Linked DNA regions of Mus musculus: region 1 is linked to region 2. The links are chromatin contacts, called in public Hi-C maps. All regions are on one chromosome and are shown on one strand. Each heading gives the region's core, a stretch centred on a gene start, on an enhancer-like site or on the middle of the called end of the contact. The rest is flanking DNA. Distances are from core to core; before and after follow the strand shown. Region 1 holds the start of Rer1 (retention in endoplasmic reticulum sorting receptor 1). Region 2 holds the start of Vamp3 (vesicle-associated membrane protein 3).

Region 1 (3,093 bases), core at 201-2,700, 4.0 Mb after region 2:
CCTTTCTAGTAATCTCTCAATCTCCTCTCACCGGAATGCACGCTCCTCCCTGAGGGACCTTGATTTGTTTTAGGATGGGCCTCACGACCTACAGTGCTTGTCACATATCTACTGAAATTGCTCTATGCTCTGTCACAAAAAAAAAAAAAACAAGACAAAAACTGTTCTAAGGGGGACAAGTACCACACACAGAACATTACCCCCGTGTTCTGGAGCCCATCATTTGTCTAGTTTCTGCAATCCATCACTCCTAAATTAGTAATACACCACAGAGAAGAAAGCGCTCTGCACAGCATCTGGGGGTCGCTGCCTCTTGCACCTGCATGCCTCAAGAGTTGTTCCCTGTCAACCCTTCCAGACCCTGCCCCTCTGAGTCCTTCCCTCTCTGGGCCCCTCTCACCTTTGGGGGTGGGGTGGGAAATGATCATCTTGGATCATCCCCAGCCCTTTCTCTATGTTCTACCTCCACCGCAACCAGTTCCCCAACACACAACCTGGATCTAAGGGGCTGAGTATGGGTTTACTGATGCTCTTCTGAGCACCTTAATGAGGGTTAAAAAAAAAAAAAAAACTCACATCAAAAAAACAGGCAGTTCCAAGACGTATAACTAGTCTCTAAGTCTTCCCCCCGCCCCCAACAGGGTTGCTCCATGTAGACCAGGCTAGCCTCAAACTCACAGCCTCTGCCTCACATAAAGGCGTGCACCACCACCTCCTGGATAGTATCTGTTATTAAGAACTAAGAAAGAAAAGCCACTGGGGGTTCTCAATGTGGAAGTATGAAGCCCTCTTGCACTGATACCCTGCTAAGGGAGACAATGTAGCCTTATCTGCTCCACGCTGGAAGTACAGCCTGGAGGGCTGGACATTTTACTGCCTTAATGTCACCATATAATCTAGACCCATTTAACCAGCACCCCTTCGATCCATTCAGTAACTGTCTTCGCGCTCGGGCTTAATTCCTACACGTGTGCCCCGAAACTGAACACGGTAGTGGGGTAGCAAGAGGACACCTAACACATGCCGCCTGGATCTGTGCAGGCAACAACAGGCCACCTTCCTCCACGACCTGGGGCCGGGGGGTCGGGGCGGCGCGCGAGCCGCGGCGGGCAGCGCTCAGCAGTCCCCTCGCGCACCCCTCTCGGAGATCGGCCCGCCCCTGGCAACCCCTCGCCAGGCTCAAAGGCGCTGCCCGGCCCCGCCCGCCCGCCGCCCGCCGGCTCGCCCGTGGCCTTGACAGCCCAGAGGAAGGCGGTGGTGTGCCGCCCGACCAGGTCCGCGCCACCAGCCCACCCCCAGCACCTCGCAGCTCCGGTGCAGCCGAGCCGCGGTCTCCCTCACGGCTGCGGAAGGAGGATGGCGGGCAGGGCGGCCGCCAGAGCTCGGCTCCGGATCCGGGAAGCTGCACAGGCACTTCCGTTCCGTCCCGCGGCGCCTCCAGCCGCCAAGATGGCCGCGGGGCGGGGCCCAAGCTCCAACCATTTCCGCTTCCGGTATGGACGCAGAGGCCGTTGGCGGGAGCGCTTCCCGGCGGAAGGACGGGGTTGGCGGAAACGTGCCGTGGTGCACAGGCGCATTGACGTCCTCAGGCTCCGGATCCGGCGCCGCTGCTTCGGATGTTATGGTCTCCTGGCCACGCCCCATGGCAACCGGAGGCCAATGGAAGGCAGCTTTATGGTTGCTAGGGAAACTTTGGCGGCAAGATGGAGGCAGCTGGCGATCCCTACCAGGCTTCGCTCCAGCCGCGTCGGCACTCGCCGAGACTGCCGCCGCGAAACGGTACGGGCTGCGTCTCCCCGCTGGAGCTCCGTCGCGTTCGCGTGCTCCACAGGCGTGGTCCAGGCTGCAGGCTCACGGCCAGCCGACCCTGCGTCAGGGGGGGCAGGTAGAGCTGAGGTCAGGCTGGCTGGGTGAGCACACGAGGTTCGCCCAATGCAGTCTGATGAAAAGTTGTTCTAAAACCGGAGAAACAGGATCGATATGAGGTCAGAGTCCATGCTAGTGCCACTGTCTTCCCGTCCCAGGCTGCGACTTGCTGGCAAGAAAGCAGTGGGGTTGCTTATCCATCTCAGGAACTGAGAGATGGGTGTTGGGTGTGATGTCTCAGAGCTGGCTGCGTGATAAAAGATGAGGCAGCCAGGAGTAATTAGGAGTGAGTGTGGATTTTTGTCCCGTGGGGACAGGAGGATAGTGACGGTCCTGGCAGGGTGGGCTCTTTGCTGTATCCTCACGGAGCTTGTTGACTGCTTCCGTGCCCTCACCGCCTCCTCTTAAAGAGCCTACAATCAGCTTTTGTCTTAGCCCTCCTCTGGCCAGGCCTGCCTTTCCCTCAGTACTATCCATGTAACAAAACCCAAGCAAGGGAGAGGGAGCACCCATCTTGAGCAATTAACCATCCTGTCATGTTCAAGAGACTGATGAGAAATGACCTGCAGACTACTCCAGACCCTGAGCTGCCCCATCTCTGTGTCTGTTGATGGCAAACCATTGCTATGTTCATCTTCTTTTCCGAACACAGGCTATGGCGTATATGTATACCCAAATTCTTTCTTCCGCTATGAAGGAGAATGGAAGGGAGGCAAGAAACACGGTAAGAAGCCTGTGATCATTGCAGAGCTCATTCCAGAGCCAGATTCCTGAGAAAAGGTGTGGGAGGCAGTCAGTCTTGTACCAAGCATAGCCTGGTACTGCGCCTGCACACTGGGACTACCACTTGGACCCAGTCATGGTGGAACCAATGTAAGACCAATTCTTGTAGGCTTGGAGGTCATCACATGCTGGTGGGTGGTGGAACTATTGGTGGGAGGGAAAGAGTGGGGCAGTAGACCCAGAGTGTCACACACAAACACCATCATGGCGTCCTGCATGCTTGTTATTGGACATCCAGGCCTCTAATCATCAGCCTTAGTGTCTCTGTATTCAAAAAAAAAAAAAAAAAAAAAAAAGGTAAACATGGGCACGAAAGAACCCTGTTCTCTCGTGTCTGTGAGCATTCCAGTTTATAGAATATACCACCAGACAAAGGCCAGGCGATGTGGAGGTTTTGCTGTGAGACATTATTGAATCTGTTGATTCCTGGGGAAAGGCAGCTGT
Region 2 (3,301 bases), core at 769-3,268:
TGTGTCTGTGTGTACAGGTGCATGCATGTGCCCTTGGAGGCAGTTACAAGCAGTTTCGTGATACAAATGAGAGTGCTTGGAACCCAGGTGGATCCTCTGCTAGAACAAGTAAGTGTTCTTTTAACTCCCGAGACATCTTTCTAGCTCCAACGACTCTTTTTCTAAATAAAATTCTAGAGAATTCCCATGTTTGTTTAAAAGTCACATTTAAAATTTTAGAGTGGTACCTCATCTACTTGATTTTGTGTCTGCTGGAGTCTTCGATTACTGCCAGTGGCAGCACTTGACCCCGAAGGCACACCTGTAGACCTGAAAGGTATAAAGTCACAAGTATGAGTACACTGTAATTCCCAGTGCACTTGATAAGCTAATATATAATCCCAATGCTCCAACCATGACATGGGAGGTGGACACATGAGAGTCTTGGAAGCCTGAGGGCCAGCTCACCTGATACATGCAGCACTGAACAAGAGATAGTGTCTCCAATAAGGTGGAAAGCCAGGACTGACATGTGAGGTTGTTCTCTGCTCTCAAGTGTCCTTTGCTCTCAAGTATACCATGGCCTGTTTGTGTGTATAAACTGTTATGGTGGGACGCAGTCTTAACTCCTTACACTGCAGTTATTTCTTAAAAGTCCCAAGGTAAAAAATAAAGGCACTAATATGTTTTTATAACCCCTCAATAATTCTTAAGACTGTATCACTTGATAGTGATAAAAGTCTGAAACAAATATTTAACAAGATCTGTTCTATGTCAATAAAGTGTGGGTTTTTTTTTTTTTTAAACTTGCTTTAAGACACACAGATGTTTAAAGTAGACTCCTGATCTTTTTGTTGTGGCTGATAATTAGGAACAATCACAGAACAGACAATATGAAGAAATAGGTTCAAAGTGCATGGAGGGGGTCTGTATGAACGGGAAGGAGGCTGAAGCAACTGTCTCTGTTGGAAAGTCATTCATCTCTCATAGGTTCAGTGAGTCTGGATTTTCACTCATCCCCACTTTTCACAAGTACTCTGGTTTTTAAGTCCTTATTGCCTCCATTAAACTCTTGTATCTAAAACAGCTTCCAATTTTTGCCTTCCTACACAACTGTCACTCTAGGGTTGACTCACAGCACTTTTTAAAGTTTGCACTGTGTCTACCACCAAGGACACATCACTGATGGCTGTCTCACATAACTCAGGGTCCGAAAATTAAACAGGTAAGGACCGTGCTCTGGAAGCACTATCCATGTTATTTATTTTTTCTCTCTTTAAAGTCTAATATCACTAAAGAGGATACTACGATCCTTCCCATCTTATTAAAACTTAGGCTGAACATGCGGCTGGCTGAACTGAACCAATTTAATCCTCTTGAGTGTGGACCGGACACTGCCATTTGCTCAGCAGTCTGACCAGGTACATCTTAAGTGGTGACAACAATTCTGGCTGAAGGTTGCAATTAGAAACCAATTTTAAAACCAGAGTGTGCTGGCTTAAAACGGAAGAGAAACCCATTGCCCAGATGCGTCGGGAGCGCCAAACGCTGGCCTACGACGGGCTCCCGGCCACCTCAGGTCTCCCGCTCCTGCCGGGCGCACCCCGCGCACAGAGTGAGCGTTCACGCTCGCTCCCGCCCCTCGCGAGGAAGGAGCCGCGGGGTGTGGCGGCCGCTTCCTCGGTCAGGCGGTGTCCCCACCCCCGTCCTTCCGCGTCTGCCCGCCGTCCGCGGGGCACTCGGGGACGTCGCGGCGCCACGACTCGTCCCGCAGCGTCCGGGGACAGGGTGCACCGCGGGGCCGCTGCCCACCTCAGGCCCCGGGACTCCGCGCGTAGGCCTGCGAGGCCTCCACTCGAGTCCGAGTGTCAAGCAGCGGCCACCGCGCCTGAAGCGGGTCGCAGGAGTGGGCCACCATCCCCGGAGCCCGCCTCGCCTCTCAGCGCAGCGCGTCACTCACATTTTGGCGGCGGTGGCGGCGGCGAATGGCCGAGGGTCGACGGACTCGCGCTGCAGGCAACCGAGGCTGAGGAGATGGGCGGGGCCGTGGTGACGTCACGAGCGGTGGCCGGACCGGAACCCGCGACGCGCTCTTAGTCGCCAGGGGCGCGCCGGAAATGGGCGGGATAGGAATCGAGCCGGGCGCAGCGCGGGCTGTCACCTCGGAGCAGAGCGGAGTGGGAGGGGCCAGAGCTTGCGCTGAAGTAGCGCCGGCGCTGACGAGTGGGCGGGCGTTCTCGGTGGACAAGTGGGCGGGGCTAGAGCGCGGCGCCTGCGCCTTTGGGCTGGGCTCTTCGCCGCCAAGGAATCACAGCAGCTCCCTGCAGTGTCTCTGCTGCCCTGTCTCTAGCCCTGGAAAGGCAGTTTAGAGTGAGAATGGGTACGTTTTACATTACTGTGAGCCCGCATACCTTGTCTCTCATGTTAGAAACAGCGGACGTGCCTAACGTTCCAGAATAATCTAGTGGTCCTGAGGAGACAAAGTTCTTTTCTGAGAAAGAGGCAGTAGGAAGTCCATGTGGAGTCTTGGCCACAGGATTTGGGAGAAGTCTCCTCTCAGGTTCTCACATGACAAATATTTGCCATTGCACGGATATTAAATCCCTAAAGGGAGCCTTGGCTTAGAGAACTGTAAGGTTCTTCATTTCTGTAATTCCCTGGCCCTTGCGGAGACGACACTCAATTTTTGTTCAACGGGGGTGAGTAGTTATGTGGAAAAGAATCCCAACAAGGTCTAAAACAGACTAAATAAACTCCGTTGGTGGATTCACTCAATGAAATACACTAAGGTATTTTTCCACTTCAGCATGGTAACTCCCAAAGGTGTGTGTTGCAATTAAAGAGCGCCACACCAGTGGGTACTAGGTTGAGTAGTAGTTATAAAAACCATTCTGGATAGGAGGAAATGGAGAGTGTGGGGCCGGGCTTAAACAGTGAACAGAAAATGCAGTGGGCTCCTGGTGGGAGGTTCAGAGTGTGAAACTGGCACTAGTTCTGAGGTAGATCAGAAGTGAAGTCCTACCAGAGAGATAACAGAACTCTACAGCCAAGAGGACTGGAACAGTGACGAAGAATACCTAGCAGGGAGGCCTTGTGAGGTAAGCTGGAAAGGGTCTTAAAAAAAAAAAAAACACACACAAAAACCACACACACACAACCCAGCCAACTACCTAGTAGAGCTAAAGAGTGTACTTAGTTGGCAGAGTGCTTGTCTAATATGCAGCCCTGGGTTTGATCCCCAGAACCACGTAGACCCAGGCTGTTAGCACACCCATAATCGCAACGAAAGCTTTTAGGTAAAAGGTTAAGAGGTTCAATGTCA

What was found. A called contact is a pair of places that touch in the nucleus more often than the background predicts.
Region 1: a Hi-C map of B cells shows a contact between it and region 2, with 5 read pairs. The contact joins the promoter of Rer1 here to the promoter of Vamp3 in region 2.

What each region holds. Positions count from the first base shown.
Region 1 is chr4:155,084,903-155,087,995 of GRCm38.p6, forward strand. Rer1 (retention in endoplasmic reticulum sorting receptor 1) reads right to left here and starts at 1,451. Exons shown (of 7, transcript NM_026395.2): 1 at 1,303-1,451. Morn1 (MORN repeat containing 1) reads left to right here and starts at 1,675. Exons shown (of 14, transcript NM_001081100.1): 1 at 1,675-1,779; 2 at 2,519-2,590. The coding sequence starts at 1,704.
Region 2 is chr4:151,055,935-151,059,235 of GRCm38.p6, forward strand. It overlaps Vamp3 (vesicle-associated membrane protein 3), which reads right to left and starts at 2,019. Exons shown (of 5, transcript NM_009498.4): 1 at 1,940-2,019; 2 at 228-309. The coding sequence starts at 1,941. Gm38529 reads left to right here. Exons shown (of 2, transcript XM_017320565.2): 2 at 18-3,122. The coding sequence starts at 1,507. The coding sequence ends at 2,076.